Regions from separate parts of the Mus musculus genome. Here region 1 is linked to region 2. The links are chromatin contacts, called in public Hi-C maps. All regions are on one chromosome and are shown on one strand. The core of a region is the stretch at or near the end of the contact, and the rest is flanking DNA. Distances in the headings are between cores, read along the strand shown. Region 1 overlaps Gm36660 (a long non-coding RNA gene). Region 2 holds the start of 9430078K24Rik (RIKEN cDNA 9430078K24 gene).

Region 1 (2,895 bases), core at 355-2,854, 110 kb before region 2:
TGGATCTTCCCACTTCTTTGTGATTCTGCTATGGCCAAGGGGCTTGCTCTGTGGGCAGCTCGGCTTTTACTCACAGAATGTCAGGAAAGGAGATAGGAAAGGCCTGTCGAGAAACTGCCCATTTTGTGTATGAATCAATTCTCCCATGGCAGGGGGGTAGGGGGTGGTGGTGGGGGAAATGTGTGGATCCTGTAGGCAATGATAGGAGTCTCCGATGGAGACGGGCTGAAGAGGAGCACATGCTAGCATAGGCTCAAGGCATAGGAAAGGGAACACTCTCAGCATACCCTTCCCACAATAACCGCCCTGCTGCTGCTTTATGCAGTGCCTACCTGCTTGGGGTTGCGCATTGCCTTGCTTCCCAGATGCATCGAGATCTTCATGCTTATCTTACTCATCTGCACACTCAGAAGTGGGGAAGCAACAGGTATTATTATTGCCACTGACAGATGAGAAACTGGGGCACAAAACAGGTACAGTGTGGGAGTGGAGCCCAGGCTGAGAACACAGATCTGACCCCAACTCAAAGGGCATACTGATGGCAAACCTCAGAAAAATTGACCTTAAACAGTCAGGTGGTCACCACATTTGGAGTGGGGGAAGGGGGCCTTGTTGTTCTGGTGTTAGGATAATCTGGGGGCTTCAGTAGTCATGCTAATGTTTTAGATTTTTTGATTTCCCTTTTCTATGTTGGGTAGTGAATAGAAGGTGTTGTTGTTGTTGTTATTTTTACTTTTCCCACACATCTTAATTATTGGTCTCTGAAGTTACTCAGTTAATAGGAAAAGCATACGATGCTTACTTGTAATTAGGGCATTTTAACTTCTACTGCAGAGAGTGTGGATAGGAAAGGAAAGGAAGATGGGACAACAGAAGGTGATGGCATACTAGGGAGAGTGGGAGTCCATTGGCAAAGAACCATTCAAGAAATTCCTCATTCTTTTGACTTTTAATTCACATTTAATATTTTCACATTTGAATTTTTTTTTCTGTGCATGCTCATACACCGTACTGCATATAGAAGTCAGAGGGCAACCCCAGGGCTCGGTTCTTTTCTCCTCCCATCATGTGAATGCCAGAGAATGAACTCAGTTCGTGCAAGCTTGGCCGCAAGGGGTTAAAATAGAACAGTTCTTGAGGAGGTCTCATGAAGAAAGAGGTCCCCAGTGAGTCTCTCAACCACAAAGAACTCCTGTGGGTCATTTCCCACTATACAGATCTGAGAAGCAGCTTAGCTTGGGCAGGAGGAGTGGGACCAGGGTGGGGCGGAGCTAGTGTGATAGGCTAAAACCTAACCAGGATGCTAGACCCACCCTGGGTGTACCCAGGGCCTGTGTGTTGTACTCTAATGAGGGGTTGGGCCAATAGTGACGAGCATTTTCTTCTTCCTCTTCTTCTTCTTCTTCTTTTTTAATGAGGTGCTGTTTTGCATAGATAAATACTATGATTGTAATGTGGGAACCAAATGGCAGGTCATTATGCACCAGCACCCTCAGAGGTGAGATTACGGATTATGAAACCCTTCTGCTTCAGGCCTGCTGCCTGACCGTGGGAACTAGGAGGTGTCTGGTTGTCTGGGCCTCAACCTGGGCCAACTGGCTTGAGGCCCTCCTCCCGGGTCATCACCTGACAGTGGGGTGGGGACAGGAAGCTTTCCTCTCCATTGCTTACCTGAGATTCGGAATCCCTGGCAGAGCAAGTGGAAAGGGGAAGACTGGCTTCCTGCATTGCTGTCCCACTTGGATCCGTGGTCTGCCATTAGCAGGACCAAAGTTCTGCCCTTAGCATTATATGGAGCTGACCCCTGTGTGTTATGAGACGAGATCTGGGGCTGTAAAAGAGGGGTCCTCAGCAGTTCCTTGTGTGCCGATGCTTTGTCTGGGAGGAGACAGAACACAGGAAAAAGAAAGAAAGAAAGAAAAGAAAGATGGTTCACTCTGGGTCTGTCAATAGATGCCTAGCTGGGGGAGCCAATCTTAGAAGGTGGCGTGGCCTTGAAGGAACCTGCTGCTTGAAATAGCCTTGGAGCAGAGTAGCAAATGGCTTAGAGGAAATGGAGAAGGCCGGGAAGCGAGAGCCAGGGTTCAGGTCTTCAGGGAATGCTCCACTCTGCCCACTAAAGTGGGACATGCGAGTTCCTAGAGATCAACCAGCTAAGAAGACACTGCACACACTGTGTGCTTCGATGCACTTTGTGCTTTTTGTCAGGTTCAGCAAAGAGGGAGAGAATGAACACTGCTTAGCTTCCAAGAGGTCAGATCTTGGTGATAAATACAACCAAAGTCAGCACTGCCTGAAGAGGGAAGGACACTTCATAGACAGCAGAGGGGAGGGGAGGGGAGCGGAGTGGGGGATTGAGAGTGGGAGGTGGGAGGGGTTGTGTTCCAACTGTGGTTAAGGTGGCTAAGAACACTCCCTACAGATCACATCAGGGACGGCCAGCCTTTGGGACCGTGTCTAGCAGCCCAGGCCATCACTCACTCATTTAGTCAATTTATGACTGTTCATTAAGCACCTGTGATGGTGTCAGTAAGACAAAGAGTCCCAACAATACACAACTAGACAGCAACCAGTTTGTTCCTTCTGGTGTTGCCAGGGTTTTCAGAACAATGTCATAACATGGCTCTAGGGAGGACGTGAGACTCAGCTACTGAACTCCATCACACCCTCCTCTCCACTTCCAGTCTTCTAGCGGAGCAGCTGGACGAGGAGCAAGATGGGAACTGAGAGAGCCAGACTCTACTCTTTCCAAAGTCTTGAGACTCAGTAGGACCCAGACATGCTTCATGGTGTGGCAAGGAGCACTCATGATGCAATCCAATTACGCCAGGCTGTTAATGGGCTAAGTGCTATATCTTTATTATGCATCAAACGCTGGAACACATTAAGCACCCA
Region 2 (2,845 bases), core at 172-2,671:
GAGAAGGAGCTTTAACGGAGGAATTTCTGAGACCATCATGGAGTTCCCGTCTTTTCTTTAGTGTCTCCAATCGGCTTCATACAATACAGTCAAGGTATAGTGGATCAACTCCAGGACAGGCAATCACAGTGCAGACCCATCTTACCATCTGGGAGGTGGGACATCTCCATAGGGTGATGGAGAAAGGTCACAGGCAGGGTTGGGACGAGAACTCTTGCCTTGTCTTTCCTCAATATTCTCTTTCTACTTGAAAAGAGAAGGATAAAGTCCTCCAGTGCTGGAGTCAGATGGCTTTAGTGTGTAGCCTGAAAGATTCAGTCTACTGGCCATGTGACTCCTCCACAGTACTAAAGGGAATAGATTTCTCCAATAGAGTGGTCCAGCTTGCCTCTTCCTCTGGGCCCCGGGAATTAGCTCATTAGACTCCTCTTGGGTGTCGAGACAATGGGTTGCCATGGGTACTCTCAGAACAGCACCCAACATGTAATGAGTTCTGTAGGGTGGGGTCATCCCCTTCTTCTCCCTCCAACTCTCCTTCTTTTCCCTTCCCTTCTTCCCCCTCCTCTTGAACCTAGGTCTGGTTAGCTGTGGACATTTGTCTATTTTGCTATAACCCCTGGCAGTTTCAGCGTGTTAGAGGAGTGTGGGAATCGGGCACTGGCCTGTGTCCTGCAGTGAGCCATAAAACAGCGGCAAAGGGAGCGGCCAGTGCAGATAGGCCTAGAGATGAAAGGCAGTGTGTTTTCCTTTCCAGAGTTCGGCTGTGTTCCTGAAGGCCCACAGCTTCCTCTGTCCTGCTGCTGGCTCTCCTTTTTTTTTTTTTTTCTCTTCCCAGTTCCCCTCAGGGATATCTTAAGAGGCAAACTTCCAGCACTAACAGGAGGTCTTTTGTTCTCCTAGTCTCAAAGTGGACTTTAACCCAGTTACTACAGACTGAGTCACAGTAAAAACAAACAAATAATAATACTTGGTTTTTCTTAAAGCCTCTTCCATTCCTGTTGACTGAAAAGGGGGAATCTGACACTTTCTTGGGCCTATGGGGGCTCTTCCCCACCCCAACCTTTTAGAGAGACAGTCTCAGAGAACCTTCCAGAACATTCTGGAGCTAGGCACTATGACTTGTTTTAGACTTTCATCTGATTTTGGGTGGTGTATGGACTCTGAGGAATTTGGGGGTCTCAGCATAGTCCTGGTAGGGCTCATCCTAGTCTGAGGAGCACTTGTTACACTCCTGGTGTGGACACATACTTACTCCTGGACTAGCCTCCCTTATTCACACTTTAGAGTCTTTATATGTGAAACTAGGGGATGAGGACATTCTCTGATTTTATCAAGAGAGACTTTGCGATTGACCCTGCTCTGCTAGAAGACGCTAGGGCAAATTAAGATGCTGTTTATAGCAGTCTGAGTCCATTCACTAAAAGCTTTATGGGCCCTTAGGAGTAGGGTGGGTGTCAGAGGAGAAAACCCCACTTCCTGGCCTCAGAAAGGCACACAGGTAAGCAGGGAAATGCGGAATCTTTTCCTGAGGTAAGATGGGTTTGTGTGAAGGGAAGGGGGTGACTGTTTCCATGGGGAGGGCATAGAAGTTTTTCCTAGGGGATGTAGCAATTGAGAGTGGAGCTGCTCAGGGAATGGAAAGTTGGGTGTTTAGGACAGGTGGAAGGAGCGAGGAAGGGTCCAAGGCATTGGGCTCATCAACAAAATGCTGTCTTAAGTATTTCTCTAAGAAGTTTTGCTTACATGTAAAAAAATATGGTTTTGCTTAAAGGCTCTTCTATTCCTGTTGACTGAAAGGGGGAACCTGACACTGCCTTGGGCCTACGGGACTCTTCTCCACCCCGATCTTTTAGAGACACAGTCTAGGAGAACCTTCCAGAACATGTGGAGCTTGGCACTGTGACTTGTTTTAGACTTTCATCTGATCTTGTTTAAGCAGACCTGGGCCTTCTCTTTTGTAAAAAGAGAAGAGTCTAGAAGAACATGCTACCAGCTTTGGAACTCTGTTCTAAGATGTCCGACTACATGCAACATTAAGACATGCCTGAGGCCACTAGTCCATCAGACACACTGCCCAAGGGTGTAGCCGTGGTTCCCAGTGAAAGGATTCCCATTCCCTAAGAGCTTGTCATCCTTAACTCCCCAGAGTGCAAGGACCTTGGGCAACACACTCATCACTCCCATCATGAAAAGCCAATTCAGGTGCTTGAAAATGCTGGTTCAATTAGCCCCAACTTCTAGGTCTTCTTTCTATGTGCCATCTCCAGAATCCTTGGGTAGATTGATGGTCCTCTGTGTGGCTATGGCTCATTCTTTACATTGTGACTTAAGCTCCATTCTCCAACAGCCCTCCTCCTGGGCTGTGAGCTCCTTAGAGGGAACTATGCTAAAGTACTTTTGTTTGTTTGTTTGAGATGGGGCCTCACTATGTAGCCTGGCTGTTCTGGAACTGGCTATGTAGACTAAGCTGGCCTCAAACTTATGGATATTACCTGCCTCTGTTTCCTGAATGCTGAGAATAAAGGCATGTACCATTGTCCCCAGCTAGTACTGTCAAACAGTCAATCTTTCCCAATGTTTGTTTCATAGACCTATAATGTGACCAAGGGATGGTTGATGGTGTATTCTGTTCTGTCTGACAAATAACAACAGAAATGTCACCTTCATCACCATCAACTTAATAGGCTTAGGCCTAAGACTTCCCACTGATCTCAGCCCTGTATAGAAAGAGATTTTTTTTTTCTAAGAAGCAACTCCCACTCCATCGTTTGAAATCTGACCAAGAGAATAATGGGAATCCAAGGCAGGAAACATTCTCTTTTTCAAGCCGATTTCTTTGCTTTAG

Evidence for each region. A called contact is a pair of places that touch in the nucleus more often than the background predicts.
Region 1: a Hi-C map of epidermal suprabasal cells shows a contact between it and region 2, with 3 times the contacts expected there. The contact joins the enhancer-like site here to the promoter of 9430078K24Rik in region 2. A contact is called at or near these places in 4 of 484 Hi-C or Micro-C datasets (epidermal suprabasal cells, neural progenitor cells, stem cell-derived motor neurons and 1 more).

What each region holds. Positions count from the first base shown.
Region 1 is chr12:80,040,375-80,043,269 of GRCm38.p6, reverse strand. All of the region lies in intron 3 of Gm36660 (a long non-coding RNA gene), which reads left to right. Among named protein-coding and RNA genes, the nearest start is that of Gm36834, 22 kb to the right of the region's middle. Within about 2 kb of position 1,604, at least 10 of the 459 cell types and tissues checked have an H3K27ac peak or open chromatin away from gene starts, as enhancers often do. A contact at or near this core is called in epidermal suprabasal cells, where this site is marked.
Region 2 is chr12:79,934,840-79,937,684 of GRCm38.p6, reverse strand. It overlaps 9430078K24Rik (RIKEN cDNA 9430078K24 gene), which reads left to right and starts at 1,421. Exons shown (of 4, transcript NR_131074.1): 1 at 1,421-1,498. 4933435C09Rik (a long non-coding RNA gene) reads right to left here and starts at 1,146. Exons shown (of 3, transcript XR_381736.3): 1 at 146-1,146. It overlaps Gm51985 (a long non-coding RNA gene), which reads right to left. Exons shown (of 2, transcript XR_003950201.1): 2 at 2,819-2,845.